Regions from separate parts of the Sus scrofa genome. Here all the other regions are linked to region 1. Evidence: chromatin contacts called from public HiChIP or PLAC-seq and promoter capture Hi-C data. All regions are on one chromosome and are shown on one strand. The core of a region is the stretch at or near the end of the contact, and the rest is flanking DNA. Distances in the headings are between cores, read along the strand shown. Region 1 holds the start of DEXI (dexamethasone-induced protein). Region 2 holds the start of GSPT1 (eukaryotic peptide chain release factor GTP-binding subunit ERF3A). Region 3 holds the start of RSL1D1 (ribosomal L1 domain-containing protein 1). Region 4 holds the start of TXNDC11 (thioredoxin domain-containing protein 11). Region 5 holds the start of SNN (stannin).

What was found. Promoter capture Hi-C pulls out the DNA fragments that hold promoters and counts their contacts. HiChIP or PLAC-seq counts read pairs in DNA pulled down with a chosen protein or histone mark.
Region 2: a promoter capture Hi-C map of liver shows a contact between it and region 1, with 4 times the contacts expected there. The contact joins the promoter of GSPT1 here to the promoter of DEXI in region 1. A contact is called at or near these places in 2 of 5 promoter capture datasets (fetal liver and liver), 1 of 47 Hi-C or Micro-C datasets (liver) and 2 of 2 datasets of contacts at active chromatin or transcription factors (alveolar macrophages and skeletal muscle).
Region 3: a promoter capture Hi-C map of liver shows a contact between it and region 1, with 5 times the contacts expected there. The contact joins the promoter of RSL1D1 here to the promoter of DEXI in region 1. A contact is called at or near these places in 1 of 5 promoter capture datasets (liver) and 1 of 2 datasets of contacts at active chromatin or transcription factors (skeletal muscle).
Region 4: an H3K27ac HiChIP or PLAC-seq map of alveolar macrophages shows a contact between it and region 1. The contact joins the promoter of TXNDC11 here to the promoter of DEXI in region 1. A contact is called at or near these places in 1 of 5 promoter capture datasets (fetal skeletal muscle) and 1 of 2 datasets of contacts at active chromatin or transcription factors (alveolar macrophages).
Region 5: a contact with region 1 is called in a promoter capture Hi-C map of liver, with 8 times the contacts expected there. The contact joins the promoter of SNN here to the promoter of DEXI in region 1. A contact is called at or near these places in 2 of 5 promoter capture datasets (fetal skeletal muscle and liver) and 2 of 2 datasets of contacts at active chromatin or transcription factors (alveolar macrophages and skeletal muscle).

Annotation. Positions count from the first base shown.
Region 1 is chr3:32,158,857-32,161,596 of Sscrofa11.1, forward strand. DEXI (dexamethasone-induced protein) reads left to right here and starts at 1,366. Exons shown (of 2, transcript XM_003124598.4): 1 at 1,366-2,319. The coding sequence starts at 1,886. The coding sequence ends at 2,173.
Region 2 is chr3:31,235,745-31,238,484 of Sscrofa11.1, forward strand. It overlaps GSPT1 (eukaryotic peptide chain release factor GTP-binding subunit ERF3A), which reads left to right and starts at 1,411. Exons shown (of 15, transcript XM_021086589.1): 1 at 1,411-2,106. The coding sequence starts at 1,749. It overlaps LOC102166437 (a long non-coding RNA gene), which reads right to left and starts at 1,622. Exons shown (of 2, transcript XR_002342422.1): 1 at 1,056-1,622.
Region 3 is chr3:31,276,971-31,279,710 of Sscrofa11.1, forward strand. It overlaps RSL1D1 (ribosomal L1 domain-containing protein 1), which reads left to right and starts at 1,424. Exons shown (of 9, transcript XM_021086592.1): 1 at 1,424-2,004; 2 at 2,722-2,740. The coding sequence starts at 1,903.
Region 4 is chr3:31,375,126-31,377,865 of Sscrofa11.1, forward strand. TXNDC11 (thioredoxin domain-containing protein 11) reads left to right here and starts at 1,393. Exons shown (of 12, transcript XM_021086601.1): 1 at 1,393-1,790. The coding sequence starts at 1,546.
Region 5 is chr3:31,454,078-31,456,817 of Sscrofa11.1, forward strand. SNN (stannin) reads right to left here and starts at 1,350. Exons shown (of 2, transcript XM_005662128.3): 1 at 1,203-1,350. LOC106509692 (a long non-coding RNA gene) reads left to right here and starts at 1,494. Exons shown (of 3, transcript XR_001307467.2): 1 at 1,494-1,619.

The sequences.
Region 1 (2,740 bases), core at 116-2,615:
TCTGAATTATCCTCACAACTTTTCTTTTTCTACTAAAATTAAAAAATAAATATTGAAAGGCCTTCAAGCAACAATGTACCAAAATTGAACGTCCTGTACTTTCAGAGTTCTCTGGTCTTCACCCAAAATCCATACCATTTCCAAAACAACCACGTTTTTAAAAATAAGGAAATACCCAGCTTCCTACACCAGCCAAGATGTATCTACATTTCTCTTCTGGATTAGGAGGGAGAAATTTTGTGGAGGCAATTTTTTTCCTATGTATTCATTTCTACACCTCATAGTTATCAAAGGTCTACTGTGTCGCTTAGGACAGAATTGGACTAAGAAGCCAATGTTCTCCCCAATGCCTAGCACAAAGTTTGGCACATAATAGGTGTTCAACAAGTGTTGGCAGAGTGAATAAATGAATGACAGTTTGTTTCATTTTCACCAGTTGGAGGATTAATGGTTTGCTCTGCAGTTCACCTAAAGGAGCAAGAGACAGTCATGGAGAAAATAGGGCAGGTTCTGTCCTCCAAACACCCACAGGCCCAGAAGCTTCCAGAGTCCTTCTGTTTCTCAGTTTTCTCGTCTGTAGAAAGGGATGACATACTACACTTCCCCATCTGGCTGCAATTAAGCAATGCATGTAAAGCACCCAGCTCAGTGTGGCCTGCTTAACTGCTTTGGAGGGTGCTTTGGGCAAGATCAGTTGCTTGGTGGATGTACAGGTGTTGCCCCTGAGGAGGGGAATCAGAGGGAAATTACTTTTCTGTGTATTTCTTGGTTAAAACCACGTGCATTATTACTGCTTTAAAACAAGTTTCTCAAAGTAAAAACAAGAAGCAATTCTCCTGCTGCAGACCTGACCTGCCTTATTACGCAGATTCCCCCCACTCCCATCCCGCCCCGTACCGCGGGGCTGGACCTTCCAGCAGCCAGAATTTGGAGAGATGAAGGGGACTGGTCGATCTTCCCCACCGAGGACAATTTGCCACTTCAGGGAAATCCAAAATTTTCACTGGTAAGGTCCACCGCCCCGACCCTGCCTCTTTTTTCAACTGGTAAATTGACTCCCAAAAAGGCTTGGCGCCAATACTCAAATCCAGCAGGTGCTAATGAAACCAAGGTTTCCCTCAGTTTTGGTAGCCTTAGGATACGTCTAGGTTTGAAATGTGTTCTAACTCTTTCCCTTCCCCCTACTCCGTCGCGGATTCACTGAGAAAATTGTATTCCAGATCTGCTCTGAGTCCGGAACTAGGAAAGAAACTCAGCAGCCAGCACCTCGAGGGGCGGAGCGCGGAGGTACCCGCCCATCTGACGGCTCGGGCCAATCAGTGTTGGCTTTGAGGTTACCAATCAGCGCAGGCTGGGGCGGCGGGCCAATCAGCGCGGGGCTGCTCCGGAGGCGGTGCTCGGAATGCGACCAGGAGAGCGACGCGGCGGCCGCAGCTATGGGCGCTGGGCCTTCGGGGGCGCGGAGAGGGCTCGAGGAACGGCTGGGCGCGGCTGAAGAGACCGCCGCCGGGACTGGCCCTTGAGATGACCCGCGGCGAGGGTCCCCGCAGGCGCTGCGAGGGCCCGTGAGCGCGAGCGGGACACATCGGAGGAGCCGGGCAGCCGCCGGCTACTTCAGGGGGATCCGCCTGACCGCTGGGCAGATCTACAGGGCCGTGTGGGCACCTCTGGGGGTGGGGTGACCCGCCTGGCACGTTTCGGGGGCCCGGGTGCGTCTGCAGGGGCCAACGCACATCCCCCGGGGCACCGCCGGGGCCCAGCGCCGCCTCGGCCAGCCCCGGGGCGGCCCTGGATGGCTGAGCTGCCCGCTCGCCGGCTGGCCGGGCGCCGCAGCGGCTGAGCTCGCTGAGATCGCCGGGCTGCTGCCGCCCTCGCCGCCCCCTGCATGCCCGGCGCCCGGGTCGCGGCCCACCTGGACGCGCTGGGCCCCCTGGTCCCCTCCGTGCCGCCGCCGCTGCTACCCTCTATGTTCTACGTGGGCCTTTTTTTCGTCAATGTGCTGATCCTATACTACGCCTTTCTCATGGAGTACATCGTCCTTAACGTGGGCCTAGTCTTCCTGCCCGAGGACATGGACCAGGCGCTCGTGGACCTCGGCGTGCTCTCTGACCCCGGCTCGGGCCTCTACGATGCCGATTCGGAGCTCGACGTCTTCGATGGTTACTTGGAGTAGGCTTGGCTGCTGTCCCCCGCTCCCCCTACGACCCGCAACCCTCGACCTGGACCAGCGCCTAGATCATGCTGCCGCTGCTGGTTGAGGGCACCGTCAGGCCAGGGATGGGACCCCCAGGACGAGGCCCTCTCCGGCCTCCAAGGCCTGTAAGTGCCCTCTCTGCGCAGGATGAGGGCGGGTTGGGGCGCTGGCTAGGAAGAGGGAGGCATCCCAAGCCGGACACACAACCCTACCCCAGACTTTTGATTCCTCCATCCACTTCCCCTAGGTCTGTTTGGATGCCAGGAATGGCTGGACTCTTTTGAGACTCTTAGGGCAGGAAAGCTTCCCCTTAGCAAGGCTTACAGCTGGTGAAGAAGGGAAGGGAGGCAGGACCTAAGTGGCATCTTGGTTAGCCATAGTACCAAGTGCCAAAACTTGTGGGAAAAGCCTTTGCACCCAAATCCATTTAAGGCAGACCTGTCAACTCCTCCCCCCATCCTTAACCTGTCTTGATGGTGACCTTGGCTTTGGGGGAATTCCCACTAGTCCTGGAAGGATAAAGACTTGCAGTGTTAAAAGAGGTAG
Region 2 (2,740 bases), core at 161-2,660, 920 kb before region 1:
AGAGCAATGAACCACAGACCCATCTAGAAACTTAAAGTCAGCCTTGTTATAATGGATGTCTCCGGTTTAATATTAATTTAATATTAAACCCAATTTCAAACCACTTTAGAATATGATTATGTTTTCAAAGGTAACAGACAGCTCTGTTGTGATTTGTCTCATTAGGCTGAGTTCTTTTATCTTTAAAATAGATGTTTAAAATTAATACCTAGATTTAGGTTTTGGAGCTTAACATAAGGTTTTTAAGAAATATCTTTGTGTGTTCTCTGTACAGACTGTACTCTGTAATTTCTAGCAGATAAATGACACTCTGCTAGACTGGCCCTCTGTCTAGACTTCTAGCAGGAAAATATCAACAATATGTTTTTCTCTGTTTTGGGCTCCGTAACGGTGAATTACAGGAGAACTTAACAGGTATTAAGAACAAGGCTATTTTCCCACTTCAAGCAGTTGGGTCTAGGTTTTTATCTTTCACTTTTTCTCTTTTCCTGGGTTTACCGAACCGCGACCTGGCCGCATGAGACGCAGTCAATAAAGTACTAAGGCAAAACCTGAGCAAATCCTACCCTTCAAAAGAAAACCACTTCACCTAAGGGTGCAAACGAAGTTGGACGCACAAAAATAACCCTGTTAGTTGGCTACATCATGGAATACGGCAATCCTCTGTTTGGTTTGCAAAGCCCTTGGCAGGGAGGAGGAAGGGATGGAAAAGTTTGGGTGAAGGCTTTATGACTAGTCATACAGGCAGTGAGTCATTGTAAGTTTCCAGTTAATAATCCCCTCTGCCGAGGCAGAGCCTGGGCCCGAGCGCTTTACAAGCCACTCTACAGTTCAAGTTGTCATGTCTCACGGTTTTATGGTCTCGTCCACCAAGTGAATACAAAAAATGAAAGACACCCCGCGTCGTCTTTGAAATGTGGGGCAAATTCTGGCTGGGGGCGGGGAGGAGGAAGGTGGAAAGAAAGAGAACAAGGTAGGGAGGCTGTGAGGCAGGGAACACAGAGGGCTGGTGAAAAGAGAAGGAATTTTCAGGAGTTGAAAGCTTTTCTTTCCACCTTAGATCTGCTGTCCGTTTTCCCGCGTCCAGTGCGGAAGGACAGAGCGGACACCCCCGTGGGCTGAGAGACCTGCAGTCCGCGGCCCCGCGAGAAGTCGCGCCAGGGCTCGCTCCTACCCCGGCCCCCACCCGGTGACAGGTGGGGCCGCTGAGAGGTGACCAAACCTCCGCCTTCTCGCGCTGCCTGCCGGGAGACGGCGCCGCTTCCGGTTGCTCCCGGCCCCGAACTCCGACTCCCGTCGGCCCCCGGGAAAACCGCAGCGGGGTCGCGCGGGTGCTGCCGGAACTCGTAGTTCCGCCTTCGCCGCGACTCGTAGCCGGAAACGGGGCCGGCCGGAGCCGAAAACTACCGAGGCGAAGGTACGGGTGGCGGCGAGGGGTCAATTCGCACCAGGCGTGGGGTTGGCGCTGAGGCGGTCGGAGGTGGTTGGAGGTGGTTGGGGTTGGGTGGGAGGAGATCTGCTAGCACACACGAGGAGGGTTGAGCCGTTGCTGCCGCCGCGGTCGTCGTTGCGAGTGCGAAGCCGGGATTAAAGGTGCTGCCGCGACGACGCCGGAGATTGTGTAGTTAGCTCTCCCAGCCTCTCTGCCTCGCAGCTTCCCGGGCTCAGCGCGGCCTGCTCCACCCCGGCCCATCGCCCCCGCCTCCATTTCCCGCCCTCTCTTCACCACACACACGGCCCCCCCGATCATGGATCCGGGCAGTGGTGGCGGCGGCGGTGGCGGAGGAGGTGGGAGCAGCAGCGGCAGCAGCAGCAGCGACTCGGCACCGGATTGCTGGGACCAGGCGGACATGGAAGCCCCCGGACCGGGACCGTGCGGCGGCGCCGGCGGCCCTTTGGCAGCGGCGGCGGCCGAGGCCCAGCGTGAGCACCTCAGCGCGGCCTTCAGCCGGCAACTCAACGTCAACGCCAAGCCCTTCGTGCCCAACGTCCACGCCGCGGAGTTCGTGCCGTCCTTCCTGCGGGGCCCGGCCCAGCCGTCAGCACCCCCAGCTGGCGCCGCCGCCAACAACCACGGAGCCGGCAGCGGCGCGGGAGGCCCTTCGGGTAAAAGGCCGGGACGCCGCTCTTTCCTGGGTTGCGGGAGGAAGCCGGGCGGGGAGGACAGGAGCAGCCGGCCTGGGAGCCTGAGCCCACCTGGGATGGGGATCGGAGTGGGGTCGGGAGCGCGCCAGGCCAGAGGCGCGTGGTCGTGGGGCCAGGCGGCACGTGGGGAGCTGACAGCGGCGCCGGCTGTCCTGGGTGGGGCGCCCCGGGGCCAGGGTGGCGGCCTGCGCAGGGTGGCGGCGGTGGAGGGCCGGGCGGGGTGGGAGCAGCGTGCGGGGCACACCACTGGGGCCGAAGGCCCGAGACCCGCGGCCGGCCTCTTTTTCCGTGGGGCCCCACTTCCCCGCTGGAAGTGGGGACCGTATGGGACGGAGGGGGACCGCCGCTGGACAGTGCCACGAGGCCTAGAAATGAGGACAGATGGAGCCTAGGGTCGGTCGGGTGGTTGTCGAGAGCGCTGAGGGCTTGGGGAGGACGAATGCTGGAGTTTTCCCTTCACCTCGGTCTAGACGAGAGAGCGTCTCGCCGCGATTTCTGTTATTGAAACTGTAATTACGTTTTAAATATCTATGGCACGGAACCATCCTGAAGGAATCCCAGGATGCATTGCAGTCTTGCGATCCGGCAGAAACAG
Region 3 (2,740 bases), core at 174-2,673, 880 kb before region 1:
CAGGCAACACAACATCTGACAACCCTAACCCTAACCCCTAACCCTAACCCTAACCCTGATGATCTTTTCAGAATCCTAGGAAACATGCTACATGAAGGCTCATGTAACCATCCACAGCATTGTGCTGAAAGGAATTCCATCTTGTGCTAAATTCTAGAAAAGACAAGTGGGAGTAGATGCCAAAGATTTAAGAACATTTCTCCCACAAGTTTTTGGTTAAAGACAGAGTCAGTAATGAGAGATTAGCAGCAGAACACCCCTTCCTCCAGCTTTGGCAATATGGAAGGAGCTTTTTTTTTTTTGTCTTTTTAGGGCAGCCAGTGGTGGCATATGGAAGTTCCCAGGCTAGGGGTCGAATTGGAACTGTAGCCACCGCCCTGCGCCACAGCAACCCGGGATCCAAGCCACATCTGACCTACATCACAGCTCAGGGCAACACCAGATCCTTAATGCACTGAGCGAGGCCTGGGATGGAACCTGCATCCTCATGGATACTAGCTGGGTTCATTACCTCTGAGATGCGATGGGAACTTCCAGGAGCATTTCTTTGAAAGCAACTGACACAGAAAGCCTCCTACTTCCAGTCTTTCACCTGGAATATTCGTAGCTACTTGCAAAAAGAACCACACTGGACATCCATCAAAAAGCTCCTAAATAAACTTTTATCTACGTGGTGAACGGCCATACAGCCCTTAAAAAAAAGAGGCAGAGCATTAAGTACTGACTTTAACAACTTCCAAGATTTACAAAGAGGAAAGGGCAATGCACAGAACAATGGGTATATAGGCTACCACTTATGTTTACAAAAAAAAAAATTTAAATTGAAACTCAGGAATTCCCGTCGTGGCACAGTGGTTAACGAATCCGACTAGGAACCATGAGGTTGCGGGTTCCGTCCCTGCCCTTGCTCAGTGGGTTAACGATCCGGCGTTGCCATGAGCTGTGGTGTAGGTTGCAGACGCGGCTCGGATCCTGTGTTGCTGTGGCTCTGGCCGGTGGCTACAGCTCCGATTCAACCCCTAGCCTGGGAACCTCCATATGCCACGGAAGCGGCCCAAAGAAATAGCAAAAAGACTAAATAAATAAAATAAAATAAAATAAAATAAATTGAAACTCAGCCATTCGCAAAGAGAAAAAAGTGTAAGTATTTCCTAAACATACCTGGAACATCCCTGGAAGGTTCCGGGACACACAGGTAACAGTGATTACCTCTGGGGATGCGGGGACGGAGGGAGACCTCCAGTTCTCCAGCCTGCAGTTTTATATGTACATGTTCTTAGCTCCCGCCTCTGGGAGCCCCAAAGCTCAAGAGACTGGCTCCTGCCCATCGTTCGGGCCCCCACCGCTTAACCATGCGTCAGGTGTTTCCTGTGCACGAGTCCACGGAATCGTCACTAGCCGGTGGGGAAGTGCCCACCACTCTTGCGGTGGACGCTGGCTGGGCAGCAGCAGGTGGGTGGTGGGGCCAAGACTCCCCGCGCTCCCCATACCCCACGCCGCCTGCCCAAAGTCGAGGTCCACGGAAAGCGGTTGTCCCCACTGGCTGGGTAGACAGGACTCCTCTCCTGCCTCCGGGCGCTCGCTCGACTTCTCACTCGGAAGAGCGAGAGCGAAGTGTCGCCAGGCTGCTCCCAGCACCTCACGAAAACCGGGAGCCAAGGTGAGGAGAGGTAGCTCCTCAGAATAAAACTCATACCGCAGGCTGAGCGACCTCGCCAATTTGCAGGCGCCCGCCAAACCCTCACGCTGCGACAACAGGGGGCACGGCCCACTCGCCCCCGGAAGTGACGCAATGACCCCGTCTCCGCCCCCCGGCTTCCGGCTACGGGCTTGGATTCGCGCGTGCGCACGGGGAGCCGCTGCCGAGATAACGCGCGCTAGACCGCACGAGGTGAAGGCGTAATGGAGGGCTCGGCTTCTACCCCGGCGTCCGCTGCTTCAACCGCAACTTCGTCTTCGACTGTAACGACCCCCGCCTCACTCGAGCAGCTGAATGAAGAGCAGGTAAGCGTTCCCTGGGGAGGGGGATTTCGAAGCAGAGTGGCCGTGGCCTTTGAGGCGCGGGGTGCCGAGTGCTTGCTCCCCGCCTTGGTGGACGGCTCTGGGTCTTTGGGAGGGTATCTCTGTCGCTGTGCCCTCGGCTTGCCGGCTCCTTTGTACACGCTGGTAGGCGTCTGCCTCGCCCAGCCCAGCGGCTGGCTCTCTTGAGTGGGTTGCAGTTAGAATTTAGGGTCTGGGATGAGGCCCACCCGGCTCTGCTTCCCCGCCTTTTGACTTTGGCCAAGTCGCCTGATTTTACAAGCCTCGGTTACTTCGTATTTAAAATAGGCTCTGCTGCCCTCCTCCCTTCTCTCCAGAGTCAGAGGAGGTGATCCACGTAAAGCACCGTAACCAAGGGCCTGGCACATGATAATCGCTCAGGAAATGCTCGATGCAGGTGTACTGCGCTTTTTCTGGAATTATTGCTTTCTTGATCGAGTGCAGGGGAATCTGTTTCCCAGCTGACTCTGTTTTATGTAGGAGAGGCGCTTTTCTGTAGACGATGCTATTAGCGGATACTTAAATGGCTACATTCCTCTGATTACACATTGCAGGATCCTAATTGATATGGTTGTGGAGGTTACCTACTAAAATAGAATTTGAACAGAGGCAAATTCTGGGGAGGGGGTGACTGCCAAGTTCGATTGTGATTTAACTCCTTTGTGTATCTCCACTTTGCAGATTAAAAAGGCTGTGGAAA
Region 4 (2,740 bases), core at 143-2,642, 780 kb before region 1:
TTCTGGGTTTTGGGGTTTTTTGTTTTGCTTCTTATTGCCTTAGTTCCATCTGAGTTTTATTTGCCAGTTTTGCAGTTGTTGACAGCAGAAGTGAAGTCTAGCTCTGTGGCCCCAGCAATTGGGTAATTATGGACATTCTCTTAGCTCCAGGTACACCTGTCTCACTCAGGGAAGCAATCCCTTCCTGTCACTCTCAAATCACAATTAATTCATCCTTCCCCGACTTGTCATTTTTAATCAAAAACATTTATTTGCTTTTTAGGGCTGCAGGTGCAGCATATGGAATTCCAGCATAGGGGTGGAATTGGAGCTATAGCCACCAGCCTACACTATAGCCACAGTAACGTGGGATCCGAGCTGCCTCTGTGACCTACACCACAGCTCATGTCAACGCTGGATCCTTAACCCACTGAGCAAGGCCAGGGATCGAACCCACATCCTCAAGGATACTAGTTAGGTTCCTTTCTGCTGGGCCACAATGGGAACTCCACAAAACTTATTTAGAGAGGAGCTTTTAGAGTTAGAGGATTTGTGGACGGCAGTGGGTCGCTGAAGGGGTTTGTTAACCAAATTGCCGTTGGGTCTGAATTCCTGGCCTACTAGCTTTGTGGCCACAGCCAAGTGGCTCTTTCAAGCCTTGGTTTTCCCAGCTGTCAAGTGAGTAGGTGCCCAGAGCCTCTGCTCCCAGAGCTGTGGTGTGGGGAGATGGTGCTCAGGTGCAGGGCACTTCTCTGGTGCAGGAAATGGACACTGGGAGACAACAGGCACTGAGATTTATTGAGCACGCACTATAGGCCTGGCAGTTTCCATCAATTCACTTAACCCTCAAGGCAGCTCTGTGCGGGCGGTTCTGATATCACCCATTTCACAGATGTGTAAACCGAGGTCACGACCTCTCCAGCCTCACTCCTGGATCCCAGGGCACTTCTCCATCCTGAACGCGTTTTCCTTCCGTTAAGCGGGGAGAATAAATGGCACCTCCGTCCTCTGGGGCCTGTAGTGACACCAGCAAGCACGCCTGCTGTCACCATCAGGGCTCTTAAAAATCACAGGGCCGAACGGGTGACCCTGGGAGCGCTGGGCTGCTTTTATTAGGGTTGGACCTGGCGTGGGAGCAGCCCCGAGGCTAGGCTCAGACTCAGTGGCCCGGGGCTGGGGGGGGAGGGGCGGGGGTAAAAAGGGCCTGAGCACACGGCACCCGAGCGCCCTCGCAGACTCCAGGGACGGGGGCGGGGCCTATGGGACGAGCTTACGTCGGCGACGGTGCCCGCGGGGGAGGGTGGGAGGGTATCGGCGCAGACTCCGTGAGCGAGGGGCGTGGCTCTTCGGGGGCGGGGCTTGGGTGATGGCCGCGCAGACTCCGCGGCCGGGGGCGGAGCCGCCTGCGCTGGGGCGGGCAGCGCCGCGGCAACGGGGCTGACGTGGAGGTTCAGGGTTAGCTGGCGCTGCGGGCTGCGGGATTGGGGAGCGACGGGCCGGGCCGGGTCCTCCGGCCCGAGGCTGCATTGGTGGCGACGGTATAAAGCCGGCGACGGGGAGCATGTAATGTCGGAATGCGGAGGCCGCGGCAGCGGCAGCAGCAGCAGCGACGACGCCGCGGACGAGGGTGGCGGTGGCGGCGGCCCCGCGGGCTCCGGCTTCCTCAGCCCGGCCCCGGCTTCGTCCTCGGAGGGCAGGCTCCGTCGCGGGCTGCACGGCGCCTCCCTCATGGCGCGCCGGCGGCCCGAGCTGCTCTGCGGGGCCGTGGCACTCGGCTGCGCGCTACTCCTCGCTCTCAAGTTTACCTGCAGGTGAGGCGGCTCACAACCCCCGGTCCCCGGCCCGGCGCCCCCTCGGCCTGTCCTGCGGCGCGTGGCCGCCTTGGGGCCTCAGGGTCGTGGATCGTAGCGGCCTCCGGGGAAGTAGAGCCTGACTTTGCCTGGAGGAATGGACTTGACCTTCCTGAAGCATGCGGTCATGCCCGCCGCTTTCCCTTCTCCACGGGCAGCCAGCGCTTTGGCGAGGTGTGGGGCTGCTGCCTGGCGCCCCATTTTAGTACCGAGGAAGGTGGGCCAGGCTCTGAGCTGCTTGTCACCTGTTGGGGTTTCTTGGGGGTGCACCTGTCACTCCTGCCCTGGCTCTAGGACCCTCTTTCGTTGTCAGTTTTATCTCCCTTTGGTAGGCACAGACACCCTTTAGCGTCCCGGACGTTGAGAATTCATGCACTCATCGGTCTAACGATTATTTATCCGCACCTGCCATGTGCGGAGCGCTCATTCAGGTGAACAATGACGGTAAAAGTCCCTGATCTCCATTCCTGGGGGTGGTACAGGCAGTAGACAAATAAACGATATAATTCTAAAGGACTTCACCAAGTGCTGTGCAGGGAATGGAAGCCATGAGGGTGGAGCAGAAAGGCCTTCCTAAAGGAGCTACCTAGGAAACTCACCCAAGAAGGGAAAGGGAGCCAGCATGGGGGAGATTGAGGAACAGCAGGTGCAAAGGTCCTGAGGCTGGAGAAGACCGCTCTTTTCCTGGCGCTGGTAGGAAGGCCTGAGAAGGCTGGAGCCGTCATGAGCAGGAAAAAAGAAAGTTAATCTGTCACTCTTTGGGAAAGTACACAAATAGAAAATTTACTTTAAATTTCAGGAGTGCTTTTGGACTCTTCAGTCCACAGTGTATCTCCTGGGACTCCAATTTATAAATCTATGGCATATTAGCCAAGAGGAAGATTTCAACTTGGAACATTTTTACTGAGTCT
Region 5 (2,740 bases), core at 100-2,599, 700 kb before region 1:
GACCGACAAAAGTTGGCAATGATTACTATGTGCCAGACACTGGACTAAACACTTCTCACAGATCACCTTCTTTCAGGCTCAAAACAACCCTAGAGTCATTACTATGCCACTCAGCAGATAAAGAATCTGTGGCTCAGAGAAGTTAAGTCGATTGCCCAAGGTCACACAGCTCAAAAGTAACTGCGCAGGGATTCAAACCCAGGCAGCCTGGATCCAGAATCCCGGACTTCAACACGGATACTAAAACCTCATGTTATTGACAACCCTCCCTCTCCCCACTCCCGTGCCTGAGGGGTCAAGGGGGACAGATGAACCCCAGTTCCCCTCCATTGGATCAGGCTGGGTGACTGGGACCCAGAACTCTATGCTGGGGACACGAGATGACAAGCGTCCGCACAGCTCCCGAGTGCCAAGCGCGAGCGACGTGCAGGCAAGGTGCCAGGCGCGCTCCACGCACCGTCTCATTTAACCTGGCCAGGCGCTTCCGTCGTCTCCTCGACACTACCAAAGAGCTAAGCGAGGCTGGAGGGAGGAAGGGGTTGGCCCAGGGGGCGACAGCTGGAGGGGGAAAGACAGCTGGAGAGGCAACTCCAGTATGCTCGACTGGAGGGGGGGGTTGGGGGAACGGGGCACCACGAGACCCAGTCATGCCCACGCCGCGCAGTCACTGCCGACGGAACTGGGCACCAAACACCGCAACCCGTCCTCAGTTTCTCCACCAGCGAATTGGGCGCCAGACGTTGCCAGGACCCCCACCCCAACCCATGGAGTCCTCCTGACCACCCCGGGGGCTGCCAGGAACCCGCCTCCTGTTATTTCTAAAAATCCCTAAGTGTACCGAGGAGCCCTGAGGCCGGTCTGGGGTGCGGAACTGTGGGCCGCGATGGGGGGCACGCATCGTGCAGGGGGAGACACCCGCTCCCCCGCAAAGCCGTCGCCGCCCCCCGACGCCTCCTTTGTCCCGATCTCGCCGCAGCTCAGCGGACAAAGAACCCCCGCCCGCGGGCGCGGCCCCCCGGAACAGACCCTCCCCCCAAGCCGCGCCCCCGCCCGAGCTGCCCCTCCCCCGCCTCAGAGACCCCCCGCCCGCGGCCGAGCCGCCCCGCGCGCGCGCGCGCCCCCACCCCATCCGGGGCTCTCCCTTCCCCTCCTACAGCCTCCCGCCCAGCCTGAGCGCACGGTCCACCCGGCGCCCCGCTCACCATGGCGCCGTCCGCAGCCCGGCCCGATCGCCCCGCAGCAGCCCGGCGGGCCCGGCTCCGCCCGCCAGCTAGCCCGGTCCCGCCGCCTCTCACGGTCTGGACGCAGAAGCCCCGCTCTGCGGCGGGCGGGGCGTCTCCGGCTCCGCCCCGGACGGGGGCGTGGCCCTCCTGGCGAAGCCAATAGGAGCTCGCGCTGGGACGGCTGGGCGGGCCGGGCCGGGATGGGGTCACGTGCGCGCGGGGCGGGGGCTGAGCGCAGCTGGCATAACTGGGGGCGGGGGGCGGGTTCGGCCGCAGCGCGCGCGGATTGGGCGCGGGTGGGTGCGGGGCCCCGGGCCGGGAGCCCTCCTTCCGTCCCCTCGTAGGCTGCTCGTACTGCCGCCCGCTTACAGAGGGGAAAACCGGGGCGCTCAGCAGGTAAGAGTGTGGCGTGGTTCCCGGAAGCAGGGAGCGGCAGAATCCTGGGCAGGAGCAAAAGAGAGGCAGGACCTCTGAGTTAAACGTCCTTCCTTGGGGAGAGAGCGGGTCATTCACTCGCTTCTTAGTTTTTAATTCATCATCCATCCATCCATTCAACATTGATAAAACACTGATCATGCGCTGCGTGCCCCAGTGCTCACGAGAATAACCACGAACGAGACAGACAAGGAGCCTGCCCTCAGGGAGCTCTCATTCTGCTGCAGGCTGAAGCTGTGGGCAATTTGCAGCCCCTTGGCCTCTTACAGTCGTGGCTATGAACGTAATAACCCCGCGAGTAGGACCCTCACCAAGTGCCACGCCCTGTACTGACCTCCCAGCGCATTTCCACGAGATAGCTGAGAAAGGAAGAGCTGTTCATTTTGCAGTTGAGGCTTCAAAGGGCTGAAGTGCCCCAGCCCACATGTAGTGAAGGCAGGATTCAGGCAATTACAGACGGTTAGTCCACTTGTTCACTCAAGAAGCCAGTCCAGCAGGAGGACACTCCCCCTGGTGGCCCGCTGGGGGCCCATAAGAGGGGCAAGGCCTCTGTGGCCCAGGCTCCCTGGAAGGCAGGAGTGTGCAGGTGGAGCCCCTCATCCTGGGAGCTGGGAGTCTTGGGTGGGAATATCTTCGCCAGCCTCAAGCAGAACCTTCTGGGAGAAGGTGGAGGGCCCAGTTCTCCAGGCCCTGGAGGCCAGGCTCACCTTACTCCCTCCGCTCTAGCTTCGCGGGTCTCGCCATCCTCTTTCCAAGGCACCAAGCTGTTTCCCATCCCTGGGCCTTTACCTGTGCTGTTCCCTCCCTCATCTCCACCCAGCACAGTCCCCTTTGTTATTCTCCGGCCTTTGTTATGCCGTGCAGAATTGTACACTTGCAAGTGCCTGTGATGTGTGGGTATTGAATGAATGAATGAATGGGCAGACTGCACCCTAGCCACATGGCCAGCACCAGGAGGTGAGTTGAGGGTTAAGTAAGAGTGGACAGAGAGGCAGAGGGCTCTCCGGTTCCAGGCTGGCTCCCCAGAGGCCAGAGCCAAACAGCACAGAACAGCTCCCGAGTCTGCTCAGCGCTGCCCTCAG